3 separate regions of the Rattus norvegicus genome follow, and regions 1 and 3 are each linked to region 2. The links are chromatin contacts, called in public Hi-C and HiChIP or PLAC-seq maps. All regions are on one chromosome and are shown on one strand. Each heading gives the region's core, a stretch centred on a gene start, on an enhancer-like site or on the middle of the called end of the contact. The rest is flanking DNA. Distances are from core to core; before and after follow the strand shown. Region 1 holds the start of Arl8a (ADP-ribosylation factor like GTPase 8A). Region 2 holds the start of Ube2t (ubiquitin-conjugating enzyme E2T). Region 3 holds the start of Lgr6 (leucine-rich repeat-containing G protein-coupled receptor 6).

Region 1 (2,903 bases), core at 1-2,500, 180 kb before region 2:
AGAATGGGGCTAGGTTCTGAGGAAAAACTCTGTCCCCGTCCCAAGTCTTACTGGGTCCCATAAGCCCAGTCTTGCCTAGCTTGGAAATACAGGCTGCAGCCATTACTGCAGCTCAGCTCACACCCAGGGAGCTCATCTTCCTCTTTTTTTAAAGAGAAAATTTAACTCCTTCTTCACCACTCCTCTGGCACAGACATACAACTGCAATCAAGCCAGCCCCCCCCCCCCCACACACACACAAGTCCTGATTCTCCAAGGCCTTCGGAACTGCTTGCTCTCTCCCCTGTCCCCAGGTGGATGGCGCCCCTCCAGCTCATCCTCTCGGGTCCACAGTACCCACTCCTGCAACTTCTGAGCCAACTGGAGTCTCCCAACTCCCTTCATGGTGCCATGCTTTCTGGACCCCAATGCTACCCGCAGGCCGGGGACAAGTTCCGGGGAGGAGTCTGGGCTAGAGCCAGGACCTCAGCTGACTCCTCTGCCTCTAGGGATACCTTCCCCTCGCCCAAAAGGGCTGGGGCTTCCGCGTCAAGCAAGGGGAGGCAGAGCCCTCGGGGTGGGGCTGGGCTGGTAGAGCGCCCTGGCAACACGCTCGGGCTGCGCGTCCCGTGACAATCCACGCGCGGAGCGGGAAGGTCCGGGCACTTTCGCCCCGTCATGCCCCTTTTGCGCCTGCCTCAGGGGCCTGTCAGCCTGCGGCGGGTTCCCTGTGCCTGGAGACCTCTCAGTGCCGCCAGCTCCGGATTGCAAGCTCGGTTCCCCTCGTCCTTGCTACCCCGCCCCCAGCCCTGCCATCCCAGCCCAGGCCGGAGAACGGGTGGCACGCCAGCCGGTCCCCCAAGAACCGTACTAGGCCCTAAGCTCCCGGAGCCGGCTCCTCCCTGCCCGGAACTCAGCGGTGCCGGGCCACGCCAGGCGGCGACTCCAGCTGCCTAGGGCGCGGCGCGGGCGACACATCTGCCCTCATACCGCGATCACGTTGACGAAGGTGGTCTTGCCGGAGTACTGCAGCCCCACCAGCGTGAGCTCCATTTCCTCCTTCCAGAACAGGGCCTTGAACCAGTCCAGCAGTTTGTTGAACAAAGCGATCATGGTCGCTGCCGCCGGCCGCGCCCGGTGCCGGGTCCCCGCCGCCCTCGCTGCCCTCGCGCTGCGGCCCGGAGCGGCCCCTCCCCGGTGCGGCCGGGTCCCGCGGCTCGGTGCGGGCGGAGGCTAGAGCGCGGCGGCCGACGACGCGCTGCCCGCGGATCCGCTCGCCGATGGGTGTGGCCACGGCGCCTCCACCTCCCCCGCCGCCGCCGCCGCCCTCCCGCGGGCCGGGCCGCGTCCTGCTCGCACCCGAGCGCGCTCCAGTCTCGCGCGCGGCCTGGGCCAGCGCCCGCGGGCGGGGCGGCGGGGACCCGCGGCGGCCGGGAGGAGCGTGAGGGCGCGCTTGCGGAGAAAGCTGTAATTTTATTTTTCTTGCTGCCCTCGTTTGCCCCGCCCTGACTGCACCGCTCTCTGTCTTGAAGGATGGTCGGTGTCCCGATTAAGCTAGGGTATTTGCAGGCTGAAGAACCGTGGCATGAAGATCTCTTAAGGTTTTGCTCCCTGAACCCTCGCGTCTGAGCATCCCTGGGTACCGAATGCATCCCCCCCCCCCCGAAAAGCTATGGAGAGTAACAGCCGGATTTAGAGCCCTTAATACTCCATCTTGTTTTGTTAACCACAGTTTGCCAGACTACTTGTTTGGGAAGCCCAAAGTGAGATCGACATTTGAACTTGGTGTTCGTCTTTACCCAGTATTGTCACCATAGAGAAACAGGCAAAATCAGGGCAAGGGATTCCCTCTGAGGAACGTCAGTTAGCAAAGGAAAAATGTATGCTATTTTGATACAAAGTTTTTGATAGTGGGTGGTGGAGAGGCTGCCAAGATGTCCCCATCCTCCCTTGCAGGAGATAACAGCTCAGTCAACTGGCTGTACCTTCCTGGTCGCAGGATCCCTGGGCGGCTAGCTGTGCTCCTACAATGATCTCACCAGCCTCTCTCCTTGGGGGTCGGTTTTCAAGTGTGCTCATCTGGAGGCTGCGATGAACTGTTAACATCAATCGTACGAATTAAATCTACTCAGGAGTTAGAAGACTCCCAACGTCTGGGTCAGCCTATTGTTCTGACTTATTAACATCTGTCTAACCTCTGCTCTTTATAAATTCTTCTCTTCCTCCGAAGGTACATTGCCATAGTCTGAAATTTGTAAAGTTTAAGTTATACGAAGCAATAGATTTTATTGCTCTATATTTCTGTGTCCTCCCCCCCCCCAGATTCATACATTGAAATCCTCAAAGTGATGATCATATAAGGTGACTAGGGTTATGAGTATGGAGGCCTCCTAAGTAAGATTAATACCCTTATATAGGGAGAGAACAAGAGACATGCTCAGAGCCCATACGTATCCCCATCTTGAGGCCATAAAGAAAAGGCTGTAATCTTTTAGCCAAAAGTGACTCCTAACCAGACCCTGAATCTACTGGCACCGTGACTGGTGGCATCCTCACCTTTCAAGCCATGAGCAACAAATTTCTGTTATTTATGAGTTACTTGCTGTGTGGGGCTTTGTTACAACGCCCTGAACACGGTGGTGCCTCTGTGTCTCGATTCCTACATTGACTACGGTTTTGTCACACATCCTTTAGAAATCTGGAAAAGAGTGTATCTCAGAGGTAAAGGCCTGTTCCTGCTCTAGAGAGCCTTACTCTATTCCTAGAGAGAGCCCTAGAGGCCTAAACTGATGGAAAGAAGAATTAGTTGGGTATCCAAGAGGTTATTTATTTATTTAGCTTTTCCAGAGCCTGTGCCCTCTAGAACGGGGTTGGGGTGACTGTAGAGGGAGGGTGCCCATAGGGCTGTGCAGTTTCCTCCCTCA
Region 2 (3,189 bases), core at 123-2,622:
ACATCACAGTACATTGTTAGGAAGCCAGGACAGGCACTCATACAAGACAGGAACCTGGAGCAAGGAGGTGATGCAGAGGCCACAGAGGGGTGCTGCTTACTGGCTTGCTCCCCATGACTTTTCAGCCAAAGCATTGCTATTTTATACAGTAATCTGAAGGCCTAGTTTCAGTAAAACAAAACTCTTACAAATATAGGGGACTGGAAAAATAGCTTAGCAGGGGGGTGGGGGATGGGGTGTTAAAGCACTTGCTGCATAGGCCTGACAACTTGATTTGATCCCAGTAATCCACAGTAGGAGAGAACAATCTCCTCAGCGTTGTCTTTGGACAATCAATTACAACAAAACTAGAATTATAATCTGTATCTTTATATAAAATAAGAACACAGTGGAACACATGCTAGTCAGACTAGAATGAGAAAAAAATAAGGCAGTTTCTTCTCAAAGAAGCCACCAGACTATTACAGCAACTGATACTAAGTAACTATGACACAAAGTCCTCTGGGGTGAGAGAGATGGTTTAGCTGTTAAGAGTCCAGAGGACCCAGGTTCAATTCCCAACACCCATCTGACGTCTCATAACTGACACCTTCCTCTGGCCTCCGTGGGCAACAGGCACACCCGTGGCGCGCATACGTATATGCAGACACTCATATACATGAAATAAAAATCCAACAAGTCCTTTGGCATAAAAGCCACTTGTTATGGTGTATTTTCTGAATATAAAGAAAGGTTCTTCACAGAGCAGGAGCTTGGTGTCACCTAACTGGAGGCGCCTAGGCGTTAGTCAGTTCCAGGTCAGCCTGGGCTACAGCGACACCTGTCTTACAAACAACAAAATGAACGAAATCCCCAACCAAATAATCATAACAAAAACGTTCCTTACACTACAGCTCCAAAACGTGTTTTCCTTTTAATTGTTTTAAACCGGCGTTTTCTGCCTCTTTTCCAGTAATCACTCTCCACAAACGTATGCTTACAACTGCCCTGACTATTCATTAAATTCCTTCTCACCTATGTGTGAGGCCACATCAAAGGACAGCCCTCCATCTCTGCAGTAGCTTACCCCACCTAGTCTTTCCACCCTCTGTGCTTCTTCATAAATCTTCAGTCAGTACCGCTGACTCGCCTCAGACCCCAGAGCGCCGGCGTTTTGTTTTGTGCCCCAGGCCTGTGGCGATTAATCAAGGCACAGAACCTGGATAGGCAGCACCGAGGCACAGCCTTGGCGCGCTCCGGGCGGTTCTCTCTCCCGGGGCGGCTTCCCCAGACTCACCGTGACCTCGGGTACGTCCCCTCGGGTGGCTCCCACGGCACTCCTCAGCAACCCGGCTTTCCGCTCGTGTGTCTGCAGTGCCCAGGCTGAACCCGGGAGACCGTTGAAATGACTCCACCCCCATCCTAGAGAGTACTGTGATTGGTCCGCAGCAAACCCGGAGAGACGCGCGCCCGCCTATTGGCCAGCGCTCCGAGCGTGAGTTCGCTCAAGCAGGGCTCAAATTCGCGCGCGCACCCGCTTCCGGAATTCCCAGTTCCGCTGACGCTGTGGTTGGAAGTTACTTACAGGGGAGGAAAAAAAGGCAACCCGACACTTAGTCTGGAAAAGTGACTGCTGAATAGCTGCTTTTCTTTCTTTGTTTTGGTTCTTTGGGACGGGGGTCTCTCGCGATGCAGCTCCTGCTTAGCTTGGAACTTGCTGTGTAGCTCAGGCTAGCCTGAGACTCTTAGCACTCCTGCATCAGCCTCCCAAGTTCTAGAATTAGGCCTGCGCCACGTCGCTCAGACTTAAAGTAATGTCAGGGGAAACTTTACTACTTCATCTAAGACCAGCAGTCGAAAGATAAAAAAAAAATTTTAGTCGAGCACGGTGGAACAGGCATGTTGAAATAAAAAGATTTGAGAATTTGAGACCAGCCTTGGCCAAGTACGTAGATTTCCTCCAGCTGAAAAAAAAATTTATTTTTTAAATTTATAATTCTGGTGGACAAAACATTCCATCAGGACTCTGAAGAATAAAGTGGATGGGGTAAATTTCTTTACCATTGGACGTGTTCATATGGAAGCTGAAGTTAGGGGTTAATGCAAGAGATCCTTTGCACTATGAGGAAGTTAAGGACTGCCCCCTCCCCTCTCCCTTCACTGTGCTGAAAAGCAAGCCCAGCTCTTCCTACATACTGTGCCAGCTTTTGATCCCTGAGTCACTCACCAACCACGGAATAAATGACTTTCAGGCACTCTTCCACCTCTAGAAAGATAATCGGTTCTGAACAACCAAGTGCATGCTTATAACCAAGTCAGCTTTGATGGCCCAGCTGGGGACGCCGGAAGTGGATAGTCCTTGGGAGAGAGGAAAGCTTAAGATCTGAGACTCTGCAGAAATAGAATTGGTTTCAGCTATGGGAACCCTGGGGCCAGGACCGAAACCCAGCCAAACAACCACCCTTTCTCTATCACTGCTCCTAGCTTATTGGACAGCTTCATAACATAGGCCTAGCAATCGGTCTTTGTGAACTAAGCTAATATAATTTTGACTACCGCGGTGATTTCTGCATTCAGGCCAAATTGATGTTAAGCGCAACTGGTTCCTTGTGGAGGTTGTCACACGGTGTGTTTTGTCTTCTGGAGACCCTCGTGTTCACTAGGACTCTGACTCTGCTCTGGGCTTTCTCACTTTACTAGTGGGACTGAGCCAGTGAGCAGCTAGTGAATTAGGCGAAGTGTTACAAACTTAGGAGCTGTAGAGTCATGCAACAGTCTGATGTGATTTTCAATCTGCTGTATTCATGGTTAGGATTTTTTCGTTGCGGTGAAGTGTTTTCGCTTACCACTTGGGAATTACTGCGATAGGCATTCATGCCGTCTAACGATATCTAATTTTCTGGGCATCTTTTCTTGGTCTACCTACTCCAGCAGTGACTGTATGCCCACTAGTTCTGTCTTCGGAACTGAAACGGAACCTTCTTTGAAAAACAGTTTAAAATGTCCCTGAGAAATGGCACAGATTGCATTGAGTTGGATCGAAGGAAAGAGGGAAAAGACAAAGAGGGAGGGCCCCATTCTAGCGGAACAGTTTCCGTTTGTCCACTAGAGGGAGGTATGTTAACTGGTGGGAATAGAGGCCAAAAAGATTGCTCTATATGCTAGTTTCAAACTTTTAATTAATTAATTTAGGATTTTTGAGACAGGGTC
Region 3 (3,137 bases), core at 299-2,798, 140 kb before region 2:
GCTTTGGTTGGAGGCCTGAAGCAGCATGAATGGTGTGTGTGTGTGTGTGTGTGTGTGTGTGTGTGTGTGTGTGTGTGTGTGTTGTGTGTTTATTGTGTGTGTGTTTGTGTGTCTCTGTGTGTGTCTGTGTGTTTTGTGTGTGTCTGTGTGTGTTTGTGTGTCCGTGTGTGTCTGTGTGTGTATGTTGTGTGTGTGTGTATGTTGTGTGTGTGTGTTTGTTGTGTGTCTCTCTGTGTGTGTGTCTGTGTGTGTTTGTGTGCCTGTTCGTGTGTCTGTGTGTTGTGTATGTGTTTGTTGTGTGTGTGTGTGTGTGTGTGTGCATGTCTGTGTGTGTGTGTGTGTGTGTGTGTGTGTGTGTGTGTGTGTGTGTGTGTATTGGGGCTTAGAGCCAAGGTGAAGGCTTCTTAGTCTGTCTGTGCCTCTCCCTCTCCACTGACTCCCACGAGGATGGAGAGGGATTGATGCGAGCATTTGGGGTAAAGGGTGGAGGGTATCTTGGCTGCCTCCGCGGTCCACGTGTCTCTGGTGTGGGCCACGGGAAGTCAAACTGCTCCCAACCTGGTCGAGTTCTACCCTGGGGCTTGGCTCAGGGAAAGATCTGGAGACCAGAGAAAGCGAAAGGACACATGAAGTGTACTGGACTGCACTGCTAGTCCAGGCTGGCGGAAGAAGAGAGCTGATCTTGACTCCAGTTTTAGCCACCATTGCCCTTGCTCTCCAAGGTCCTGGGATGGATTATAGATGGACTCGAGCCCTTAAGGTGCTTGAGCTGCAGCTGTAGCACTGAGCCTCCAGGTGGCGCCAATCAGCCGAGCCGCTGGCAAGCTCTGGCAAACAGCCCCTCAGTCGTCCCGGGTCCCGAGATCAAGGATCAGGGTGATCTCTAGACCTCAGATCTTGTAGTCTACATGAGTTCATTTCCATGCCCTGTGCATCTGGTGGAATCCACGCCAGTTTCTTTGGTGTTGGGGCGTGGCTCCTCAATGAGGGGGTTCATCCTCATTCCTACTGCCAGCCTGCGACCATTTCCCTCCTCCTCAAGACCTTCTTCCTTCCCTGGTCAGAATGGGTGCAGAGGAGTGACCTGGGAAATAGTTCTGAGGCTGTTTCCATCAGCCATATGACCTTGAACATCTCTTTATCTCCGGTCTCTCTTCCCTTCAGCCTAAAATCTGGTAGTGGGGTTGGAGTCTGTGGAACTCTGGGGTCTTTTCCTGATGGCCTCTGGTCCCTGGAGATCCTGTGACTGTTCCCAAAGTCAAGAGGAATTCGACCCCACAGGACCAAGCTCCGGGCACCCTTTCCAAACAAGTACATGTCTCTGTTGTGCTGGCCGTTCCTAGCTTTCTTTGGGCTTCTTTGCTTTCTTCACCGACCCCCCCCCCCACGCCCCCGATGAAATTCCTGCCAGCTGGGAAAGAAGGAGGGAAGGGGAGCGAGCCACAGCATAGAAAGTTTCCTTGACTCCTCCTCCCCCCTACTACTCCCCCCCCCCCGTGTCTCCCTCCCTCGCCAAGCCCAGCCTGTGAAACTGAATAACGAAGATCACTCAACAATGCCTGCCCCTCTCTGACTGCACTGTCCCGCCGCCGCTGCTGCCGCCGCCGCGCCCAAGCCAAGTCGAGCGGGGGCGGTCCCCACCGACGGCGCAGCCCTCGGGCCCGCCCGGAACCAGGAGGTGAGCCGCGCGCTCACAGCTCCGTGCGCCCGCCCGTCCCAGCGCCCGCCAGGTGCCCCAAAGCCTGCCGCCGAGATGCACAGCTCGCCGTTGCTCCTGGCGCTGTGTCTTTGCGTTGTGCTGTGCGCATTGGCGCGCGCGGGCAGCGACCCCCAGCCTGGCCCGGGGCGTCCCGCCTGCCCCGCTCCCTGCCACTGCCAGGAGGATGGCATCATGCTGTCAGCTGACTGCTCCGAGCTCGGTCTCTCAGAGGTGCCAGCGGACCTGGACCCCCTGACGGCTTACCTGTGAGTACTCACCTGCTCGAGCCTGTTCTTGGTGATGGTTGCCTGATCCACAAACCCTGTTTGGTGCCCTTGGACATGAGCATCCCCAGGAGGGCTCTTCCGCTTCCAAGTCTAAGATTGAAGGACTGCGGGGCTAGTTTTAGAACTTGGGAAACTGAGGCAAGAAGTGAGCTGGGTCCTCCCTGCTCCTCACCCCTATGGGCTCAATGTAGGACCTGGTGAAGAACGTGTGTGTATTTGGGGTGGGGGGGGGCAGTATATGTCCTCCTCAGCAGAACACTGCCCAGGAAGGTCGATGAAGACAAAACTTAGTGCCCTGGTGTGAGGTGAGGGGAGTGTGCCCTGGTAGGGTAGAAATGGGTCCTTCCGCCACAGCAGGAAGCACAACTGCCCCACTGAGGCAGGGGGCCTCAGTGAAGGTTCCATGCAGCTCTCCTCTCTTTAGATAGGGGTTCTGCCAGTACCACCTTCTTGTGTGGAGGTCTGCTGCCCCCTCCTCAGGCCTCCCTGAAGTCATGCCCCAGGAGGCTGTGTTAGAGACACTAATTTGTGGGCAGGCTTCAAGACTGAAAACCAGAGAACCATTTTTAGAGTCTGAGTTGGGGTGAGGTGGTGCATGAAGGGGGCTCTATTGGGGGTAGCCATCTCAGAACCAGAGAGTCAGAGGCTGTAGCTGATCTTTACCTGGGCAGGAGTGGGTCGGGGCATATCATGGACCGCTTGGCCCCAACCCTTGCTGCAGGGAAAGGAAACCCCTGGCCTTCCCTGCTTTCCTATAGAGGAAGGAGAACAGGTGGGAAGGTCTGGGTAGAAAGTCTGGTCAGAGCTCCCTCGGGCCTGAGAGGGGCTCTCTCAGCTTTGGGATCCTAGAATTGAGGATCACTGAGGAAGAGGCAGCGGGGCTTGTCTCCAGAGACTCAGCCATAGAGCCAGTGGGGCCAGGGTGCACTGAGAGGTTCTGGAGGGATGGGGAATCCTGAAGTAGAGCCCCTTGTGGGGTTCCCTCCATATCGCTATGCCCTCCCTCCGCCCCATATCCTTCTTCTTTCCGAAATAAACAGTTGTGAGGACAGAGAAACATCCATATTCCAGAAGGGCAAACCAAGTCCTGTACAGCCCAGGGCATGATGGGAGAGGTGAGCACAGGTATTCACAGCAGAGCTGTGAGGGTG

What was found. A called contact is a pair of places that touch in the nucleus more often than the background predicts. HiChIP or PLAC-seq counts read pairs in DNA pulled down with a chosen protein or histone mark.
Region 1: a contact with region 2 is called in an H3K27ac HiChIP or PLAC-seq map of oligodendrocytes, with 3 times the contacts expected there. The contact joins the promoter of Arl8a here to the promoter of Ube2t in region 2. A contact is called at or near these places in 1 of 12 Hi-C or Micro-C datasets (the A7r5 cell line) and 1 of 1 datasets of contacts at active chromatin or transcription factors (oligodendrocytes).
Region 3: a Hi-C map of liver shows a contact between it and region 2, with 4 times the contacts expected there. The contact joins the promoter of Lgr6 here to the promoter of Ube2t in region 2. A contact is called at or near these places in 8 of 12 Hi-C or Micro-C datasets (Schwann cells, hepatocytes, kidney and 4 more).

What each region holds. Positions count from the first base shown.
Region 1 is chr13:49,135,979-49,138,881 of GRCr8, reverse strand. Arl8a (ADP-ribosylation factor like GTPase 8A) reads right to left here and starts at 1,250. Exons shown (of 7, transcript NM_001109071.1): 1 at 970-1,250. The coding sequence starts at 1,092. It also overlaps a transcript of Ptpn7 not described here.
Region 2 is chr13:48,953,349-48,956,537 of GRCr8, reverse strand. Ube2t (ubiquitin-conjugating enzyme E2T) reads right to left here and starts at 1,372. Exons shown (of 7, transcript NM_001108344.2): 1 at 1,277-1,372.
Region 3 is chr13:49,094,268-49,097,404 of GRCr8, reverse strand. It overlaps Lgr6 (leucine-rich repeat-containing G protein-coupled receptor 6), which reads left to right and starts at 1,548. Exons shown (of 18, transcript NM_001427357.1): 1 at 1,548-1,965. The coding sequence starts at 1,754.